Regions from separate parts of the Mus musculus genome. Here region 1 is linked to region 2. The links are chromatin contacts, called in public HiCAR-type maps. All regions are on one chromosome and are shown on one strand. The core of a region is the stretch at or near the end of the contact, and the rest is flanking DNA. Distances in the headings are between cores, read along the strand shown.

Region 1 (7,227 bases), core at 2,713-5,212, 2.2 Mb after region 2:
TTATAATTATAGTACTCAGGAGAAGGAGACAGAGGCGGGAGGATTGAAAGTTCCAGGCCAGTCTGAGCTATATAGCAAGGATAGGACTTAAAAACACACATAAACAAACATTTATTCAGCTGACCTCCTTGAACAAAAGTCATTCTGAAACTGCCAATATATATTTGTTTTCTAAAATGTATCATTGTACTTGTTTAGGCCAAAGGTACATATCAGTTAAACATCTGTGTGTATATGTGTGTCTCTTCATGGCACATACATTGAAGAACACAGATGATATAAAATGACAAGATTAGCCCTAGACTCATTCTGTTGAACCAGGCTGGCCTTGAACTCAGAGATTCACCTGCCACTGTCTCCCAAAAGCTGAGACTAAATACATGTGCCACCACTGCCAGGCTGAATATCTTTTAAGAACATGACCAAGATCTGGAGAGAGGCTCAGTCCTTAAAAGTATTGGCTGTCCTTCCAGAGGAGAGAGGACCTGGGTTCAATTCCCAGCACCAACATGAAGGCTCACATCTGCCTATACCTCCAGTTCCACGGGATCCAGCCACCTCCTCTGCCCTCTGAGGGCACTGCATATCACGGTGCACAGATATACATGTAGACAAAATGCCCAAACACAAGCAATATTATAACTTTTTAAAAAGAGTGCATGAAAGTAGGGTCTGGAGAGATGGCTCAGCAGTTAAGAGCACTGGCTATTCTTCCACAGGTCCTGAGTTCAATTCCCAGCCCCCACATGGTGGCTCATGGCCATCTATAAAGGAATCTGATGCCCTCTTCTGTCATGCAGGTGCACATGTAGTAGAGCACTTATAAATAAATAAACTTTTAAAAAAAGAGTGCATGACAGTAAAAGAGAAAATACCTCATCACATCACTTTTCCATATGAGTGTGAATTAAACAAAACAGGAACTCTTTGAAACAAGCCTCCATGTGTATGCTATCAACTACATTAGTAAGACAGCAAACCTCTGCTCCTTTTCAGCAAAACCAAGAATCCTGAAAGGTAAAACCACTGTGACATCTTTCGTGTCCTACCCTCAAGCCAAGCAAGTTCAGATGCTTGGAGACGAAGCTACCGATGAGCATCTTCTACACAGACACATTTATGTTTTCAGCCTTAGCATATTTTCAAACCATCTGGTATCTATGTATGCCTCTCTGGTTTGCCAGACTAATCTGTTCAGAAGTGAGTATAACACTAGAGCTATATGCACTGTGGGAAAAGCAAAGAACAGCACATAGTTAAAGTTGGTGTTCCAAATGCTGAGCTATAAGCTGGTTATACCTGACCTGTATGTTTAAAGCATCTCTACCAAAAACATTAAGCTCTTTTGAGAATGTACAAATGGCTCAGGACTGTCATAAGTTACGGAAGTCACTAGGACTCTTGGAGTTTATTTTTTCTCATTTTGTTTGTTTGTTTGTTTCGAGACAGGGTTTCTCTGTGTAGCCCTGGCTGTCCTGGAATTCACTTTTTTAGACCAGGTTGGCCTCGAACTCAGAAATCCGCCTGCCTCTGCCTCCCAAGTGCTAGGATTAAAGGCATGTGCCATCATGCCCGGCTTTTTTCTCATTTTAATCTAAGCAGTCAAATAAAACATATCAAGAGGTAGTTCTATAAAAAAAATCATTGATAAATAAAATACTATAAATTCTATATTAACAAAAATGCCTAAGGGTCAGTGAGGTGTTTGGTCAGTAAAAACATTTACCACCAAGCCTGACAACCTGAGTCTGCTACCCAGAACTCCTGAAAGTTGTCGTCTGACCTCCACATGCAGGCAGTGGGATGTGCACATAACTGCACTCAAACACAAATAAACAAAAATGTAAAAAATTAGTATCTAAGATTGAGATGGTGGTACACACTTGTAATCCCAGCACTGACAAGGAAGAGGCAGGAGGACTGCCATGGCATCAAGGCCAGACTAGGCTATGTTTTGAAACTTCAATTCAAAACAAAATCTAAGATTATGCATTTTACTTTGCCTAAAATTAGTCTGTATACTTTTAAAATGCTTGGAGGATGGAGAGAGAAACTAAGATAAAAAATATTCATGAATGTCCTTTTCCTTATATGCCCTGTTACCCAACTACTGTCCCTGGCAGCACTCAGCCTTTCTTTCCTTCGCTTAAAATCTGGAATCAGAATTGCTTCTTTAGAAATAATCTATGTGCCAGTAGCCTTGTTTGAACAAACTTCTATTAATCCCCACTGCCAGTTTGAAATAATGACTTTTTCAAGGCATTTTAAAAAGAAACAGGTAATTACTACTGCATACAAATTAAAGTGTTAGGACAAAGACTTCTGAAATACAATGACCAGCACCACAAATAGAAAGGTGTACTTGTGTACCCCACAATACACAGTCTTTTCCTGGGGAAGGAGTGGTCCTTCCGGATTTTCATTTGCCATAATATTAATCTCCGAGAGAATTGCTTCTTCGAATTGCATGGAATCCCACCCTAAAAATGTCACAACTTCTCAATCGGCCTTTCTCATAATTTCCTCCTAAATTTTATCTCTTCTTGGTTTGTTTTGGTCTTGTCTTTTAGAGAAGGGTTAGTGACAGAAAAGTACTGTGAGCATTCCTACTTTATCTATGCTTCTTCTCTACATTCAGTTTTCCAATTGCTTTGCCCAGAGTAAGCTAAGGATAGCAAACAGAATCTTATTCTTCCGTTTGGTTCGTTTCTTACTGGTACCTTTGGAGTACCGAAACAAAGAATTCTAAGTCCCTCTCTTGGAACTTCGGTGTAAATACACAAGAAATGAGTCAGGGCTCGGCTTTCCTGCCATCAGACCCCAGTCCTTTTTATTCCCTCCTAGCCAATTCCCTTTAAGCCCCAAGGCTTGGAGTTTCCTCTGGTCCATCGCTCTCCCAAGTCTGCACTCCCGCTCCACTACCTAAGCAGAGACAAGTGTGTTTCCACCCTCTTTAATGAACTTCTCCCCTAAAAGCCTGCTCTTCCTCAAAATATACTTCGCACTATACTTCTTGGGGATGCAACTCCTGAGTCTTCTCTGCTGAGGTTTCCCGTTGCTCCGACCCCAAAGCCAGTGCGCTACAGTCCAGCCGGAGATCCTTGGCTGACTCTTCAGAGGGGGGCTGCGCCGTGTCCCCACGAGGTGGCCTCACGCCTCCGGAGGCCCAACGCTGGAGATCTTCCCCAGGACCCGCACGGTAGTTAGGGTCCGCTGTCCCAGAGACGTCCTTCCCCCCAGGGAGACCGGCTCCCCATCCCCTCTGCGCCCCCAAGTTACTCAGTGCTCTCCCAACCAAGGCGCTGGGGCTTTCCCTCCAAACCCTCCACCCAGAGCTCCGTCCTCGCTCTGACAACCCCCGAGAGAATCCGGGAGCTGCGACTCCGTCCGCCCCGCCGCGGGGCAGGCCCAGTTCCCCCCGGGTCCGATCTTGCGTGCCCCAGCACCGTGGGCTGGGTCCCGAAGAGGGGGGGGGTGTCTGTGTCCCGCTGCTGCCCCGTCCCGTGTCGCGCCAGCGCCCGCGCCTCTCGGCTTCCCTACCCGCCGCGAGTTCCTGCTCGGGTTCCACCCGCAACCGCGAGGCCCAGTCCCCAGCCCGCTCGCGCAGCTACCTGCAGGGGCCGCCTCGCCTCAGCGCCTCGCCGCCGCCATCTTGCATTTCAGAGCGACTGCACTTTTCAGGGAGTCAACTCTGACCCGTGAACCCTAACCCCGGAACCACTCGGAGGGCCCTCGCGCGAGGGGGCCCCCCACGGAGCTCTGCAGCCCGGCAGAAGCGCCGAGAGGCCAGGCCAGGGTGCGAGAGAGACTCCGCTCCCTGAACCCACAAGGGCCGCGAGGAGGAGCCAGCCGAGGCGGGGACGAGCCGGGCACCCCACTCGAGGACTCCGCCGCTCCTCTGGGATGCGACCCAGGCCGCTCCTCTAGAACCGGGCGCTGCGGGAGGTGTGCGCCGCCCCGCCCTCTGTCAGGGAGAGTCACGCCCCCTGTCAGGAGGGGGCCACGCCTCTGTCACTAGAAGCCACGCCCCGTCGCGAGAAGCTCCTCCTCCAGGGCCTGCGAGGCTCCGCCCCGTTCAAGCGATTGCTCGGCCAGCGGTCGTCAGAAGTCGGACCCCGCCTCCCGCGACCTCGGTCGCTTTCTTCCCTTGAAACTGCCTAGGTCCTCCGAAACCAACCCCATCTCTCCCGGAGCCGGCGTCCTAAGGCCCCGCCCCTCCCTAAGCCACGCCCACTGTCACTCTCGGCTCCTCCTTGGCAGCGCCCTCTGGATGCCAGCCGCGCCCCCACCCGCTGTCAACAGTCCCGCGCTCCTGTCAGCCGCTGCTCCGCCTCTTCCTAGCCCGAGTCCAGCAGGAGCCCCGTAGTTCCAGCTTTGGACGGGAAAAGTTAAGTGTGGCCCCACTTGGAGCCTCCCGCCTCTGCTTCCTGCTGCCGTCCCTCTTTCCCCGGAGAGCCACTGACTGAAGCCGAGCTCTCCGCAGTGGGCACCAGCCCCGCAGCGCGGCCAGCCGAGGACCTCAGCGTCTTCCCCACCTCTGCCCTTCAGCCCTCTCGTCATTGTTCCATTGAATATAACAAACGAGGGCGAAAGGAAACCACTCCGAGTGTTCGCTCCTGTACTCGCCGCTCCGGACGGACGTAAGAGAACTCTTTGGCGCCTGGATGTTTAGTCCCCACCCCCATTCCAGTCATGGACCCTTTTGTGTTTTGATAGCAGAGCTCCACCAAGCCACACCAGCCCGAAAATTTGCACTCTGCATTTACATGAAGGGAAGACCTGGCTGCTGATATCAACGTGCACAATATTTAGTTGCATCCTAAAATTCTAAAACTTGTGTATGCTGAGGCTTAATGGTCTCACCAGCAGAGGAACCCAACCCTGTCCCACTCTCGGCCCATTCTTAAAACAAAAATTAATAGCGCTCAAGCCCCTTGAAACTAAATTCAGAATGCAAACTACTTATACAAAGAATTTAAGAAATCAGTGTAGTTTTTAATAGAAAGTGGTTTAATGGAAAGTATTTATAATACAGTACTAACATCAGTAAAATAAAACAATGCATTCTCCACAATGTATTTAATACACAATGTGTTTAAATACACAATGTATTTATGTATCCCTCATAAGAAAAATACAAGACAAAAAGTTACACACACACACACCAGTTTATGCTCACCCCAAAGACAGTTCCAGGTCCACTGAGAATCCCAGTTTAGGATTTAACTCTGAACAAAGAAAATATTTTAAATTCAGATATTCAACCTTTTGTTCATGCATTCAACCATTTGCTTTTTGAGGACCACATGTGCCGGACACTAAAGGAGATGTAAAACTGAGTAAGGCCATCCTGTTGTCCGTTGGTATCTAAAAGGGATTGTTCTGGAACCCTCCATGATACCCAAATAGAGTGTTGTTCAAGTCCCTTAAATAAACTGGTATGGAATTTGCATATAATCTGTGCACATGCCCCGATGGAATTTACCTCATCTCTATTAGGATGATGTAGACACCAGGCAAAGAGCTGCTGTACTGTAACTGTTTAACATACCGAGACAAGAAAAAAAGTTGACTCGTTCAGCAGAGATGCATGATTTTTTTTTTCCTGAACATTTTGATCCACAGTTGGTTGAATCATAGATGTGGAAGCCATGGATCCGGAAGGCTCTGTTCTGTCTTCCAGGATCTTACAGACTAGATGCTAGGCAAAAACACATGCTCATAGAATACATCAAAGTGAAAATTGAGGAGAATCTGAAGTGGCTGAGGCATATGGACTTCGCTTTCTAGCTCTCTCTCTCTCTCTCTCTCTCTGTTTCCCTTTTCTTATTCCTCCTTTTTAGCACTAGTTTATAGTCTTATCCCTCTCTCTCTAAAGCAGCCAGCCTGTTTCACTCCCCAAAGCCTCCCAATTTAAGGTCACTCCCACAGGGCATTTCTGTCCAGGAAAACAATTTCAATAGCACAGTGCTGGGAACAGTATCCCTGGCTGAAGTGCTGCCAATTATCTGGCATCCTTGCACAAAGCAAGACTGTTACCAGCACTTGAGAGAGAGAGAGAGAGAGAGAGAGAGAGAGAGAGAGAGAGAGAGAGAGAACGTTGCAGACTTAAGCAATATGCATATATGTTTCCCATAGCAGATTGTGCCAGCCCACATAAATCTGTTTAGAGACCACGCTTACAGGGTAACTTGTTTCTATTAAAATAAACTCATTTATAAAAATTGTAAATATGACTGATTTTAACAGCTGCGCAGCTCCAGAAGTGAGTTTTAACCGCGGATTGGCACAGTGAGAAGCCTAGAGTTTTTATGCACAAACTTGGCGGCTTGTCATCCCCAGACGAGCATGACAAGACTTCAGCCCTGTTAGAGATGAGAAGTCGTTCAGTAGGGTTCTAAAAAGCACAGCGCTTTTGCTCTTCAGAGCCCACCCCACCTTTGGAACACTGAAGAGAGTGTTGGGAGAAAATGAAGCCCTTGGAATAAAAAGTGGTAAACGCCAGCCTGGTCTGAGGAACAGACTTCCAGCAGCTCTGTTTGTAGGCACGTCCCTCTGTTGTTCTTTTTCTTCTTTCTACCCTTGGGGGGGGGCAGTTTTTAAAACATGATACCATAAAACAGACCAAAAATACATCAAACTAAGACACTTTAAACATTTGACTATAGTTAGGGGAGCTTGAGAAATATGCCCTAATGGAAAGGTCCCACAATTCTCTGATGGCTAGTTCAGAGGGTGAACAACAACAACAAAAGATGATCATTCTAAATGTTGTTCCCCCAAACAAGCTTTCAAAGTCAGCTTTAGGACAAGTCCTTTCCTGTTCCTCTAACTGCACGTTCCATGTAAATAATAAACGTATGGTAATGGCTGGAGAAATGAGTACTGTGCTCCTCCTGACAGTTATAAAAATCCTCCCCCTGCCCCACTCCTTTCTCTAGCACAGAAGTATAGCTGGGAACCCAGGACAAGAAAATCTAACTTCTGCATATGGAGTTGAAGAGTAACATATTGTTAGGCTTTATAACTGAATCATGGTGCCACCTAGGTTGGTCTACCTATTAGGGTATAAATTTATTTCTACAAAAAAAAAAAAAAGTCTACACTAAACAGTCTGGAAAACACAAAACAGCAGTGTGTGTGTGTGTGTGTGTGTGTGTGTGTGTGTGTGTGTGTGTGTGTTTATCTCACTATGTAGCACAGCTGTCCTTGAACTCACTTTGTAAA
Region 2 (6,652 bases), core at 974-3,473:
AGCACGACAGTTGGGTGAACAGGGAACTGATTACATTTTAGTTTAAGGGCTTAAGTCAATCACCACCACGTTATAAAGTCTAGGTTGGAATAGTGTCTCAGTAGCTGAGTTAATTTACTCCCTCAACCTGCATGCATGTCACTGAGGGATACAAGCTCCGGAGAGCCCCCTATCCAAATAAAGGATCTCTGAACAACTCAATCTGTAGTTAGGAAGAAGCTGAGAAAAATCGATGAAATTATCACGCAGTGTGAGTGCCAGCCAAAGTGTGTACTAAGAGTTACAAAGACAGAAAACCAGAGCTGGGGCAAAGGAAACGCTCAGAGTCCCCCACCCCCACCCCCATATTGCCACATCCAAACTGGTACTTCCTAGTCTATACCCATTGGATGATTATAGAGTTGAAGACACCAGATTTTCAGAGAGCGTTTCGAAAGTTCTTCATATTCATGGGCAGGGAAATCTGTTTACAAATGCAGAGTGGATTTCACACTTCTCCAGGAGACACCAGCAGAAAAAAGAAAACACTTCACCAGCTCTCCACCCAGGGGAACCTGGAATCCGGACTGACCGGCTGAACACCCTGCAGTGGAAGTGAACTTGTGCCTACATTGGCAACATCTTTCCCAGCCTTTGGCACTACTCAAAGCTGCACAGCCTCATGGACTCTCTCTGGTGCTGGAGGGAAGGGAAGCAGGAACGGGTGGCTGAGTTTTAGCATTCAAATACTGCCACCTCTCTCTGGCTTTTATTTTTATTTATTTATTTATTTGTTTATTTATTTATTTATTTATTTATTACCTCTCAGGTCTTCACAGCTGGATTGCCTAGGCTGTGAAAATTTTTGCCAAAGTAGAAAAGTACTAGAGCTGCCTAGAGTCAGTGGCCCTGCTTTACAATGTGGGCAGATGCAAATTCCGTCCACTCTCCATTTCCCGGTCCATTTCCCAGACTCCAAATTACATTTGGATTGTCCGCAGATAAAAATATGAAACCACGTGTACCGATAAGTATGAAACTTCCGACACCAGTGCACTAAAGCACTTCATCCAAGCCAGGAAAACCCAGGCACTCCAGTGTTTTAGTACAGCGCCCTGGGTCAGGGCCAAAGTGAAGATGAGTTTGCCCCCAGGTAGTAAAAGTTGTCAAAAAAGAAAGTCGTGCCACTGCTTTTGCAAAACACAGGCACTGTGGGGTTCTAGGGCTTTGGGGCAAGTGGCTGGTGAGTGTGAGTGTGCTGACGCGCAGAAGAGTAAGTGGAACTGCGGGATAAGGCCGGCGCAGGGTTAACCCCTTACCTTCCAGCAGCACTTCCTTGCCTGCGCGCTTCAATGCCTGCACTGCCTCGTCGTGGGTGGCGTCCCGCAGGTCTGCTCCGTTCACCGACAGGATGGCATCGCCCACATACAGGGCTTGGGTCTGATCCGCTGCCAGCCCCTTGAAGATCTTGCTGATGAGTATGGGCATCTTGTTTTCCTTGCCCCCTTTGATGCTAATGCCCAGCCCGCCCAGCTCCTGCTTCAGCACCTTCACGCCCCTCTTCTGGTTTGAGATGGACTCAGGTACCTGCTCCGGGAGGTCGGTGAAGGCGGTGCGGACCCCGGCGGGAGAGTCCGGGGCTTGAGCGACACCGGGGACCGGGTGCCCGGTCCCGGAGCCCCTGCAGAACGAACCATTGGTGGCAGCCCCTATGCCGTTGTACGCCGCAGCGCCCTCCTCGCAGCTCAACACCAGGGCGTCCTCGCTCAAGTTCACCAGAACTTTATGCCAGCGATCCCGCACCAAAACTTCCAGCAGTCCGCTCCGCTGCGCCCGGGCGCCTCCACCGCCAGCCGGCGCAGCCACAGCCGCTGCCGCTACCGCCATCTTTCCAGCATTCTTAAAATGCCATGTGATTGCAAACGGGGGAAAAGTAGAGAAGGGGTGAGGATGGGAGGACTCAGGGTAACCGAGGCACGGAAGAAGCAGATGCCTGGCAGCGCGCGCTCAGACCCCGGACTCCACTCCCCGTGTTCGCGGCTGCGCCGGGCGCCAGTTGCAGCGGCGGAGCTTGTTCCCCCTCGCCTGATCCTGGGCGGGGTGGAGCAACCTAAAAGAAGACGGAGAGCCCTCGACAGGGGAGGAGGGAAAAAAGCCAGCTGCCAGTTGCAAAACCCCAAACCGAGAGGAGCCTAGGAGCTGCGGAGCGGCCAAGTGCTGTAGAGAATCGGTAGGAGGAGGCAAGGGCGGGGACCCGGAGCCCCAGCCGCTCACCTGTTCGCCACTGCAGCGTCACACTCCCACGTCGCGCTGGCTCAGACCCGGGTGCCTCAGTTCTCAGCCGCACCTTGCCGCAGCTCCCCCAAACCTACCGGGTCACAAACCACTACCCCAACCCCGCCGCCACCCCCTTTTCTTCTCAACCCTCTATTTTCGACGGGTTTCCACACTCACCTTTAGTAGGTGCGCTCACTCTATCCTCTTGAGTCAACTCCCCTCTCTCCTCCCGCAGGTGTTTGAAGATCCAAGTCTTCCTCAAACCAGACCTTCGCTGCCTCAACTCAGTCTCCCTCCACCCCCATCCCAGGACTCTGGGAAGGAAACTACAGAGAGAGAGAGAGAGAGAGAGAGAGAGAGAGAGAGAGAGAGAGAGAGGAGGGAGAGGGAGAGGGAGAGGGAGAGGGAGAGGGAGAGAGAGAGAGAGAGAGAGAGAGAGAGAGAGAGAGAGAGAGAGAGATCCTAGGCTGTGCCAGAAGTCAGGGGAAAACTGTCACAAGAACATAGAATGAAGCCTCATCAAGCCACGTACTCCTATCCTCTAAGTCAATGCAAGGCATCTTTTGGGGGAGTTTGAAGACAAGAGGGCTTTCTTTCAGTACCTACCCTGAATTTCAACGGGGCACTGTCTGCCTCATCTTCAGGACACAGTGTCTAACTCAGTGTCTGCTCTTTGCATTGCTCCATACTTCCCCCAACCCCATCCCCGTGCCAGCCCAAACGCTTCTCAGGGCTCCCTCCTTTGTTCTTAGATTCCATATAGGAAATGTCTTCTTTAAAAGCTAAGAATAGGTTTGTTCTCCAAGTTCCCTGAAAACTGCTTGTTTGGCTCTTAAGCTGCTCTGTCCCAAGGTGATGGCATTGTAACTCTTGGTTCCGTTCCTAGGCCAATCAGGAAATGCCACCTTAACTGTAACCCAAGCCATGGCTGAACATCCCAGAGTTCTGCTAAGCAGGTCCCACACAGTTCACTTAAACTGTGTTAAGACTTACTGGTCTTCCTGCTGTGCCCTCTCCTTTCTCCAGATGACAAAATAAAAAGCAGAATCTGTTAATTCTGGAAGGTGAAGCTCCTGATAAGATGCCAGTAGGAAGAGGGTCTTCTGTAACATGCATGTCATCACCCCACTGTGATGGGTATTTGCAGCAAACAGCTCTAGTTCTTTCCAGACTTACTTAATCAAGGATACTTAAAAACTCTCAGGAATCCCCGTGAAGTCCCTGACAGGGATTACAGAACTCAATGAAAATACTTGAGACTTTCTTGAGAAACTGAAGTCACTACAGCTCACACAGGGTGTGCCACTGTCCTGCTCCTGTAAGTTTTAACTTTCTATACTTCAAAAAAAAAAAAATCTTCATTTTTTTTTTCATGTAAACCTGCCCACAACAGGGACAGGAGCCCAGGAAGTTCTTCAGTCCTTCCTGTTGGACTGGGTTAGCCAGGGAACTAACACAGCTGGCACCACTGTTGGAAAGAAACCTGAGAGAGAGAGAGAGAGAGACAGAGAGAGAGAGAGACAGAGAGACACAGAGAGAGACAGAGAGAGAGAGAGACAGAGAAAAACAGAGAGAAACAGAGACAGAGACAGATGGAGAGAGACAGAGAGCAACAGAGAGAGAGAGAGACATACACAGAAACAGACACACACAGAGACAGAGACACACAGAGACAGAGACACACATACACACACAAACACACACAGAGACACAGAAACACACACAGAAACAGACAGAGACACAGTCACACACAGAAACACAGAGAGACAGAGACACACATACACACACACACAGGAGAGAGAGAGGGAGAGAGAGAGAGAGAGAGAGAGAGAGAGAGAGTCGGGAGGGGGGAGCTGGCCTTTGGTTTAGAGGCTGAGGTTTCAGGCCCTTCATCACTAAGTGTTTGCTTTTGAAATATAAATCACTAGCGTTGGCATTGCTACCAGGATGCCAATGTGAAGATGAAAAAATCAAAGCTAACCTGTCCCTGGACCAGAAACCCCCAGCCAGCATCCTAATGCTTTGCCTCTGTGGCTCTGCAGTAGATGCATGCCAGACACACCCACAAAGTAATTGATCTATTAGGCATTAGAAATGGCAGGCTCTGGGATGGGCTTTTCCACGAATCTCTGTGCTAAGCACATTTTCTTCTGTGTATGCACACCTCTATGGAAAGAAAATAGATTCCTGGTTGAAAGTTACATCAGAATGAAAGGAGACCAAAGTTGACTATCAGGAGGCCAGAGGCATGCATGTGGTGTTGCTAGTTGGATTGTAATTACAGTCCCTGCCCTAAGTACTCTCCACATGTTAACCCAATCCTCTAGGCAATACTTGAGGGCCAATTCTGTAATGGCCACTCCCATTTACTGTTGAAGAAGTGGAGGCTCAGGTTTAATACCTGGCACATGTAATTAGTAAATAGCAGCACGAACTTGAAACTTAACCATTGTCTTACCTCTGTTAAAAATACAGCTTAGCAACCATAGCCCCAGTGCTCATCTGAACGCAGAGTCCTTTCTAGGGACAAATCTCTGGTGAAGGCCCAGCCCTTCATTAGAAGATAGAAACATTTCCTTCTGACCTTTCTTTCTTCAAAAGCTTAGAGAACACACTGCCCTCCTCCATTTGATATATTTTAACTTTGTCTTGGTGATACTTAAAATGGCCAGCCATTTGGGCTCTCCCTAGCTGAGAAGCCCTGCATCATCCCTCAGAAAGTACCACATCTCTGACTTCTTATCAGCACCGATTCTCAAAGGTAAGCCTTGTCCACCTTGATGTGTTTCCAGTGAGAAGGCTCAAGTGGGATCTCACAATACTCACAGTTGGGAAAGAAAATCCTCTGGCTCCCATGGCCTCTGTGTTAGCTTTCTGTCACTGTACCAGACACCCGAGATGATCAACTTATAAAAAGAAAAGACTTATTTTGGCTCTTGGCCCTGAGGTGACACTTTATGGCTTTGGCCCTGTTGCTTTGAGCATCTGGAGAAGCTGGACACTTGAAGTAAAACTGTTCTCCTGCACAGTGAACAAAGGGCAGAAAGAAGGGCCTGGGGCTCACTGTCCTCTTGGAGGACTAGACAGAATGACTTGATGACCTCTCAACAGTGAGTGGCCATCCTCTTAAACGTCTTCTCTAACCGTCCAATAGCAAGAAGTTTGGAACCAAGGCTTTAGAACATGAAGTATTCCAGATCTTAGTCATATTAGACTCCTATAGGTCACTTATTTCAAAAACAGTGGCCATCAGAAAGGACTGTGTTTCTTGAGGCTACTGTGAGTCAAGTCAAATTACTCATCAATGTTCTTTAAAAGGTACTCAAAGCTTGCCCCTTCCTGAAAGATAAGATTTAACTCACACCATGATTTTACCTGTTCTGTGGATGCTTTCTCTTGTATACTCTGACTTCCGCTTTCTAATCAGCCTAAAGTGAGATTTCTCTGTAACTGTTTCCCATAGAATGTGCATTTATCTAGAGATGAGTGGTCATAGAATTGCCAAATAAGTCACATGTCCTCTGTTTCAAAGATCCAAGGATGCATAACAGAGCAGCAGCCAGTTGCCAATAGGTCTGTTGGTCTCACGGAGTTTGGAGTGCAACTATCCTGTCCCAGCTCCTGTTGTAGGGCAGAGACATAGAAGGAATAAAGCTGTCAAAGGCTTGCCTTAGGAAAGTTTCATCATAGTGAGTGGCAAAGTAGGAGCAGGGGCTGACTAGAAATAAATTCCACATAAAGGTGAATGTTATGAAGTAAGGGATGGGGCAAGGTAGGGAAGTTAACAGTGACTGGACCAAAAGGCCTATGGAGGGGAACTGGAGGCTGATAGCCAGATCCTTTGTGAGATCTGGATGAGAACAGATGAGGGTGAGTGTGAAGGCAGCTAGCTTGCCGGTCCCAAGTCTCAGTGCTATGCTAGTGAGTCCCGTTCAGAGATAAAAGTATGAAGGCAGCAAGAGTGTGAGGAAGGCACTGAGAAAGGAGAGCCTCTCAAAGATCTAAAGGAAGTTACCAGGGAGAAGCAAAGGCCAGTGAGGGGTGACTGAGAGAGAGCCAGGCTTATCTAGTTCAACAGACCAAAGGTATAGTAGCTGGGACGGCTCAAAGGAGAAAGAGAGATGCAAGAGAGGAGACCAGAGAGAGAAGATGGACCAGATTCCAAAGTCGGAGCAAGGAGGACTGCAGGATAGACCATCCTTCTTGTCTTTCATGAACATCAACAATAATGTGTTTTACATTGGAAAGCAGTCCTGATTTCAGATGTTATATCATGTTTCTCATTATATAAGTGTCTGCATTAGAGAAGATTCTCCTGTATTTGGAGTTGAAAAAACTCTGTATTTTTGACATCATTTTCTAAAGAAAAAAAAAAGCATCTTTAGGTGCCCCCCCA

What was found. HiCAR-type assays count read pairs that join an accessible place to other places.
Region 1: a HiCAR-type map of astrocytes shows a contact between it and region 2, with 2.7 times the contacts expected there. The contact joins the promoter of Zhx1 here to the promoter of Sntb1 in region 2.

Annotation. Positions count from the first base shown.
Region 1 is chr15:58,072,546-58,079,772 of GRCm38.p6, forward strand. It overlaps Zhx1 (zinc fingers and homeoboxes 1), which reads right to left and starts at 3,963. Exons shown (of 4, transcript NM_009572.4): 1 at 3,612-3,963.
Region 2 is chr15:55,904,726-55,911,377 of GRCm38.p6, forward strand. Sntb1 (syntrophin, basic 1) reads right to left here and starts at 2,224. Exons shown (of 7, transcript NM_016667.3): 1 at 1,299-2,224. The coding sequence starts at 1,866.